Linked DNA regions of Mus musculus: region 2 is linked to region 1. Evidence: chromatin contacts called from public promoter capture Hi-C data. All regions are on one chromosome and are shown on one strand. The core of a region is the stretch at or near the end of the contact, and the rest is flanking DNA. Distances in the headings are between cores, read along the strand shown. Region 1 overlaps Macf1 (microtubule-actin crosslinking factor 1). Region 2 overlaps Macf1 (microtubule-actin crosslinking factor 1).

Evidence for each region. Capture Hi-C pulls out chosen DNA fragments and counts their contacts.
Region 2: a promoter capture Hi-C map of adipose tissue shows a contact between it and region 1. The contact joins two enhancer-like sites. A contact is called at or near these places in 1 of 15 datasets of contacts at CTCF or cohesin (the NIH/3T3 cell line), 5 of 484 Hi-C or Micro-C datasets (the N1E-115 cell line, Sertoli cells, cerebral cortex and 2 more), 4 of 115 datasets of contacts at active chromatin or transcription factors (embryonic fibroblasts, embryonic stem cells and microglia) and 3 of 9 other capture datasets (adipose tissue, liver and pancreatic islet).

What each region holds. Positions count from the first base shown.
Region 1 is chr4:123,623,281-123,626,324 of GRCm38.p6, reverse strand. The region is part of intron 1 of Macf1 (microtubule-actin crosslinking factor 1); the gene reads left to right. Among named protein-coding and RNA genes, the nearest start is that of Mir6398, 8.4 kb to the right of the region's middle. Within about 2 kb of position 1,679, at least 96 of the 459 cell types and tissues checked have an H3K27ac peak or open chromatin away from gene starts, as enhancers often do. A contact at or near this core is called in adipose tissue and pancreatic islet, where this site is marked.
Region 2 is chr4:123,526,228-123,529,112 of GRCm38.p6, reverse strand. The region is part of intron 5 of Macf1 (microtubule-actin crosslinking factor 1); the gene reads left to right. Among named protein-coding and RNA genes, the nearest start is that of Gm31156, 24 kb to the left of the region's middle. Within about 2 kb of position 1,327, at least 116 of the 459 cell types and tissues checked have an H3K27ac peak or open chromatin away from gene starts, as enhancers often do. A contact at or near this core is called in adipose tissue and pancreatic islet, where this site is marked.

The DNA of each region.
Region 1 (3,044 bases), core at 430-2,929:
GCATAGTACAATATCTCAGTAAACATTTGTGAGAAATGTGAATGTCAGACAGTGAATGCCTGTGCCTAGTGCAGTGTCTAACACACAGACATGCAGTACTTAGACTTCTGTGCCATTTATTCAGTTTCAATCATGACTTACCAAATGCTTTATATTTCCTTTGGTGCCTGTCATCTTGGCAAATTGTCTGTCACTGAACATCCTCAGTTCTGACTTTGATTGAACATCCTCAGTTCTGACTTTGATTTTTTTTTTTTTCATTATTAGTGATTATTGAACCTAGGGTCACACACTGCTGGGTAGGTACTCTGTCACTGAGCCATATTCCTATATCCTTACCCCCTTAAACTATTTATTTATTTATTTAAAGACAGAATCTCATCGTGTACCCCTGGCTGGCCTGGAACTTGCTATGTGGCCAAGGCAGGCCTTGACTTTGTAATCTTCCTGTGCCAGCCTCCTAAGTAGTGGTTGATTACAGTCCAGGCCACTAGGCAGCTGATGATAGTGTTGCTTTTAGTTTCCATTTTTAGCTCCATTTCATACTTGATGAAATAGAAGATCAGAAAGACATAGTGACATGCCCAAAGATACACAGCTGACTGGCAGCAGATCTACATACCATTTACATGGACTCTTAACCATTCTGCTGTGGTCAGTTGCTCAGGAGGCTTTTGCATTAACTTCTTCCTAGACTCTTCTTTGGTATTGGGTGTGGCTCAAATACAGACAAGCCAAAGCGGTGTAATGTGTGACTCCGCCCCTGTTGCTCTTCACCTTGAACCAGCATCAGAACTACCTGGAGGGCTTGTTAAAAAGATTGCTGGGTCCCACCCTGGTTCTGGCTCATTGTGCACCGAATCACGGGTGGGGCTTGAGAATTTGCGTCTGTTTTGAGTTTCCAGAGTTGCTGGTGCTGCTAATTGGGGACCACTGCTGTAGAGTACTGAGCTTAAGATGGGGACCACTGCTGTAGAGTACTGACCTTAAGATGAGGCAGCCAATGGTATAGAGGGTTGCTGAGGTTAGATGGGAGTCAGGCTGTCCAGGTTGGAGTCTCGGCCTTGCTACTTACTAACTGCACTTGGGCAAATACTTGAGTATTCATGTACTTTGGTGTTCATCTGTAGAATGTTTTGCTGATAGTATCTACATTGTAGGATTCTTAAGATCGAATGAAATAGTATGTGTAAAGTGCTTGAAGTATGGGACCTTTCTTTCCTACAACAGTGATGAGATATGTTCTTTGTTTTGTAAACTTTAGGGTCTAGTTCTTAGACTAATAAGGAGTAAAACTGTGAATCCAGGTGTCAGATGGTACAATTCTGACTGGTCAGGTGTGCAGTGGAGCACCAGGAAGGCAGTGAGACGAGGAGGAGGAGGAGGAGGAGAAGGGGTGAGTGGGGCTAGAGATGCTGGCATGCGGGAGCTGAGAAAGGTGGGGTTGTCAGTGGTTTGAGTTTTACTATCAGAGAAATTCCAAGAAAGCAAGGTGCCGGCACACAGTTTGTCAGAGAGATAACTTTCTCTTCCTCTCAGCAGATTTAGCTCTGGTATCTGGTTTTAAGGTGGCTGGCAGCGTTCGCTTCTTTTGGAGAACAATGGCTAAGGAAATGGTTTGCTGCTAGCTTCTGGGGCTGGCTCAGCAAGCGGCCTTTATCCTCCACAGCTGCTGCACATACTTTTGATTCTTGCTGAGAAAGGCAGTTGTTAGGTTTGGAAGTTTTCAGATTCCAGAGCCAGCTGGACAGCTGACCTTCTGGTAGCTGTTTCCCAGACTGCCATCTCTCTGTCGCCTCTTCTGGGTCCCCCTTTTTTGACTTTGGAAAGATGATCTATATTTAGTGAGTAAGACAGTTAGAAGGTTAGGGGAGACCATGGATGGGTATTTGAGCCTAGGACAAGATGTATCCTGTACCCAGACTTTAACCCTTTCATCCTCAAATGACCACTTAAAGTGCTTAGGAATGTACCTCTAGCTCATGGCAGTGTTTATTTTTGGATGCCCTGAATAAAATATTTGGGGGGAAGAAGTAGGAAGATGTTCATGTCACTCCATTTATGGCCAAGCAATGCTAGGTATTCTACAGAAGGAGCCATAGAAACAGGGATGGAAAGAACTCTGCATTGTGACTGTTCACCTTTCACTCAGAGATGATTAGGGATACCTTGTGAGGCACCAGAGCAGAGCAAGTATTTCTTAGACTCACATGAGCACCAGCTGCTTTTTCTGGGCATCATCTTCTCTCCCAGGCTGCTGAGTCACCACCTAGGAATGGCTCGGAATGGCAGTAGCCAGGTTGCCACCTGGAGCACCTGGAGAGTTCTTGGCATACTGCACTGTTGGTTTTGGTCTCCTAGACACAGATCGGGCCTCTTCAGCTCTTCGAATCATGGGCTGAGACTTAGCTCTCCTTCCAGCTTGTTCCAGGAGGCACTGACCTACTTTTCAGGGACAATTAAGTGTTTGTGAGCATTGGAAGGCGGTGGCCAAAGCGAAGGTTGAACTAGAGTTACATTAAACAAACATTGGGAGTTTCTTTTTCCATCACACACACCAGGGCCTGTCTCCATTCAAATGGAAAGGCAGGCTAGGCTGATGGGGGCCAGATTCCAGGTGCTTATCTAGATGGCCACCCAACTCTTGAATTCTTGTCTTGTCAGTACACTTTAATATTAGAAGTTTCCTTTTGAAATCACACACTCATTGTCTTTTTAGAACAAGGTTAAGAAGCTAGTGAATTGGCTATTAAGAGACAAAAGTACTTTTAGGTGACACCGTCTGGTTTATTTGTAGCATCAGTGAGATGATGCAAGCCTCTTCTCTCCGTACAGGACTAGAAGAATAAGCTAGCTAGGAACCTGGATCTTAGGGAATAAGTAAATCGTTTCTGTAGACTTGACTTTCCTTATAAGGCAAGAGATTAAGAACTAATAAATGAATAAGCAAGCTTTCAATAAATAAATTAGAAAACTCAACAAGAATTAGTATTAAAAAATTAGATTCAGGCCGGGCAGTGGTGGCGCACGCCTTTAATCCCAGT
Region 2 (2,885 bases), core at 78-2,577, 97 kb after region 1:
CAGAGAAGAAACATGCATACCTCTTTTCTCCCACTCCATTCAGAGAGCCTTCGATTGCATGTGTTAGGCAGTGTGCTGGAAACCTGGTGGAGGAATTCTGCTGGCTGGCAGCGCAGGGTGTGGTCTATGAGCCTTACTTACATCAGTCTGAGTGAAAATCACCTGGGTTTCAGTCCCTCAGCTGCTCTCCCCAGTCAGCAGCAAGTGTTATTTCTTCGTTGCTTGGCTACAGAGTCTAGCTGCTAGTTTAGAACTATGGGAATATCTTCTTGTTTTATGGCAGTGGAGAGCAGATTTTTCTCCCTCTAGTAATTAATGGAGCTGAAATGAAAAGTCTCTCTTTTATTCTATGGGTATTTTCGAGACAGGGTTTCACTCAGTAGTCCAGGCTAGCTTCAGACTTGCTTTGAAATTCTTCCTTTTTAGCCTCCCAGTAGCTGAGATTACACACATCAACCATTTTGTCGTGTTAACATGAAGTCTAAATGGCTTGTGTCTTCCCCGTCCTCAGTTATTTCAACTTGGACAAGTTAATCAGCTTTCTTAAATCTGAGTTTTCTTTACTTAAAAATTGGGCCACACATGGCTGCTGTGAGAATATAACAGAATAATATATATTATCCTGTTACATTATATATATGTTATATATGTGTGTATCTTCACATAGAACTTGTTATATAGCAAGTACTCAAAATACGATAGCTAACTGTGGCAAAGGCAGTACTGATGATTACTATTGAACACTTATGTCAAATACTGTTGTCTGACTTTTATATTGTATTGACAAGTGATCACCTGTCCCTGAGGCTTAACATACTATACTCAAAATCAATTTCCAGGTTTTTCATCAGTGTGTCTGGCCATCCGAATTAGTGGATGTTACTCTTTGGAGCTGGCCATATATGCCACAGGAGGCTGGATTGTTCATACCCCTGTTTCTTTTCTTAATGGAAGGAGTGGGCTCTAATCTTTCTTAGGTTAAAATTTGATTATGTATATCTTGCTTGCTCTTTTCCTTTGGGCGTCTTGGAGCAGTGATTAAAACATATTTCATTTCATAGGTTGGGAGCTTTCATTGCGGCTTCTCTGGTCTTGTCTACCTGGCCCTTCCCTTCCCTTGCTAGTTAGTACCCACTGAGCTGGTTTGCTCTCCCCACCCCCTCTTTGATATTGTTCTCCTCCTCCTCTCTCCGGCTACCTCTCTCTCTTCCTTTCCCCTCCCCTTTCCATTTACTCTTACGTTCTCCCCTCCTCCTCCCTCTCCCTGGTTTCTAGCTCCTTTTTGCGTTCTGTTTGTGTTACTGAGGGCAGTGCTCCAATTACCTCATATTTGGAGAGAGGAAGCGGCAGCCAATCCGGTTTCTGTCTGCTTTTAGGTCAAGTGATTTCTGAACTGCAGTGAGATGCTTTGAAATTTGTCTTGTTGCAGCTCTGAGCCTGTAAGATGGCTGTCTGAATCGAGCGGCTGGAAGAGACAGAGAGAGGCGGGGAGGGAGGGAGAAAGGATTGGAGGGATTGCCGGCATAGTGCATGTTTTTTGGTTTTTGGTTCTTTTGAATGTGCATCGAGTCCGATGAAGCCGACATTGGAATGCCTCTGGGATCCGAGGACTGATTCAACTGCTTTATTTTCTGAGATTGAGAGAGGAAAGAAATGGGAAATTCACTGGGCTGTGTTAAGGAGCCGAAAGAGTCCATAGCTGTTCCTGAGAAGGCTCCCATATCTCCTAAGAAGAGGGTTCGGTTCAAAAGGAAGTGGAGAGGGAAGAAAATCCTTACTCCAGAAGCATCTCACAGGGAGGAAGCTTTGGAAGGCACTGGAGTCATTGAAGAGACTGAAACCCTAACGAAGTTAACAGCGAGGCTCCCAAAGGAGCCCGGAGTGGGAGGGGCAGAGCACCCCCCATCAGACATTTTCCTGCCCGGAGACTCAGCTCCCAACTCAGGGGTGGGCGATCAAGGGATGATTGTGCAGGTAAAGGAGAGCTTCCAAGCAGAGATCCAGACTGCTCACCTTTTGTTGGAGAATGAGTCATCAGTTGTTGGAGGGGCCTGGGATTCCCTGGAAGAGGGTATGACAGTCATTGCTCACCTGCTTGATAACCCAGCAGAAAGGAACTGTGAGAAGTCTGTGAGCCAACTGGTGGAATTTCCGAGGACAGCATCCTGCAGCAGCAGGGCTGTGCTGTTGCCTTTGCAGGGAGAGACTGCAGTGGAGCAGGGAGGCACTCTGCTCAGACATCGACATCGGAGCAGCACTTTGCCTCGGACGGATTACCCCTCTGAAACAGTAGATCAAGACCAACCTTCAGAGGGCTGGAGTGTGGGGGGAAGAACCAAGAGTGTTCCAAGTGCCCCTCCCACAGGTTCTTGGATTGCTAAGTGTTCTGTTGCTTCATCAATACCAAAACAGTCAGGAGACCCTATTCACACAGAGCCTACCCATGTAGGTCTCGTGTCCTGCAAGGGTCCCATAATGCCTGCTTCTCAGAGTGATTTATCTGTCAGTGGCATCACTGTGAGCATTTTGCCATCCTCCTCTGGCTATGGCAGCGATGGGCTGCGCCTGCATGGGATCCGGCCTGAAGATACAGAACCTGAAAAGACCTCCACACCCTTCTCAGAAGAGGATGGTACCCTGTCTTTGGAGGCAAGCCATACTGATCGTGGGGTCTGGAGGAGGTGGATGGTGTATTTGGGGTAATCAAACTGTCTTTTTGGATTTCCTTCCGCTCAGGCATATCGAAGTGGAGTGTGGTAAGCAGTAAGGATCTTGGAGTATTTCAAACTTACCCCTATATGGGGAGTGTGAGTTAGTGATGGCTAGGGGTTGGCAAGCATAATCTATTTCAAGTCTGTCTCTTGATGCTTAAAACCAAGTCTTGT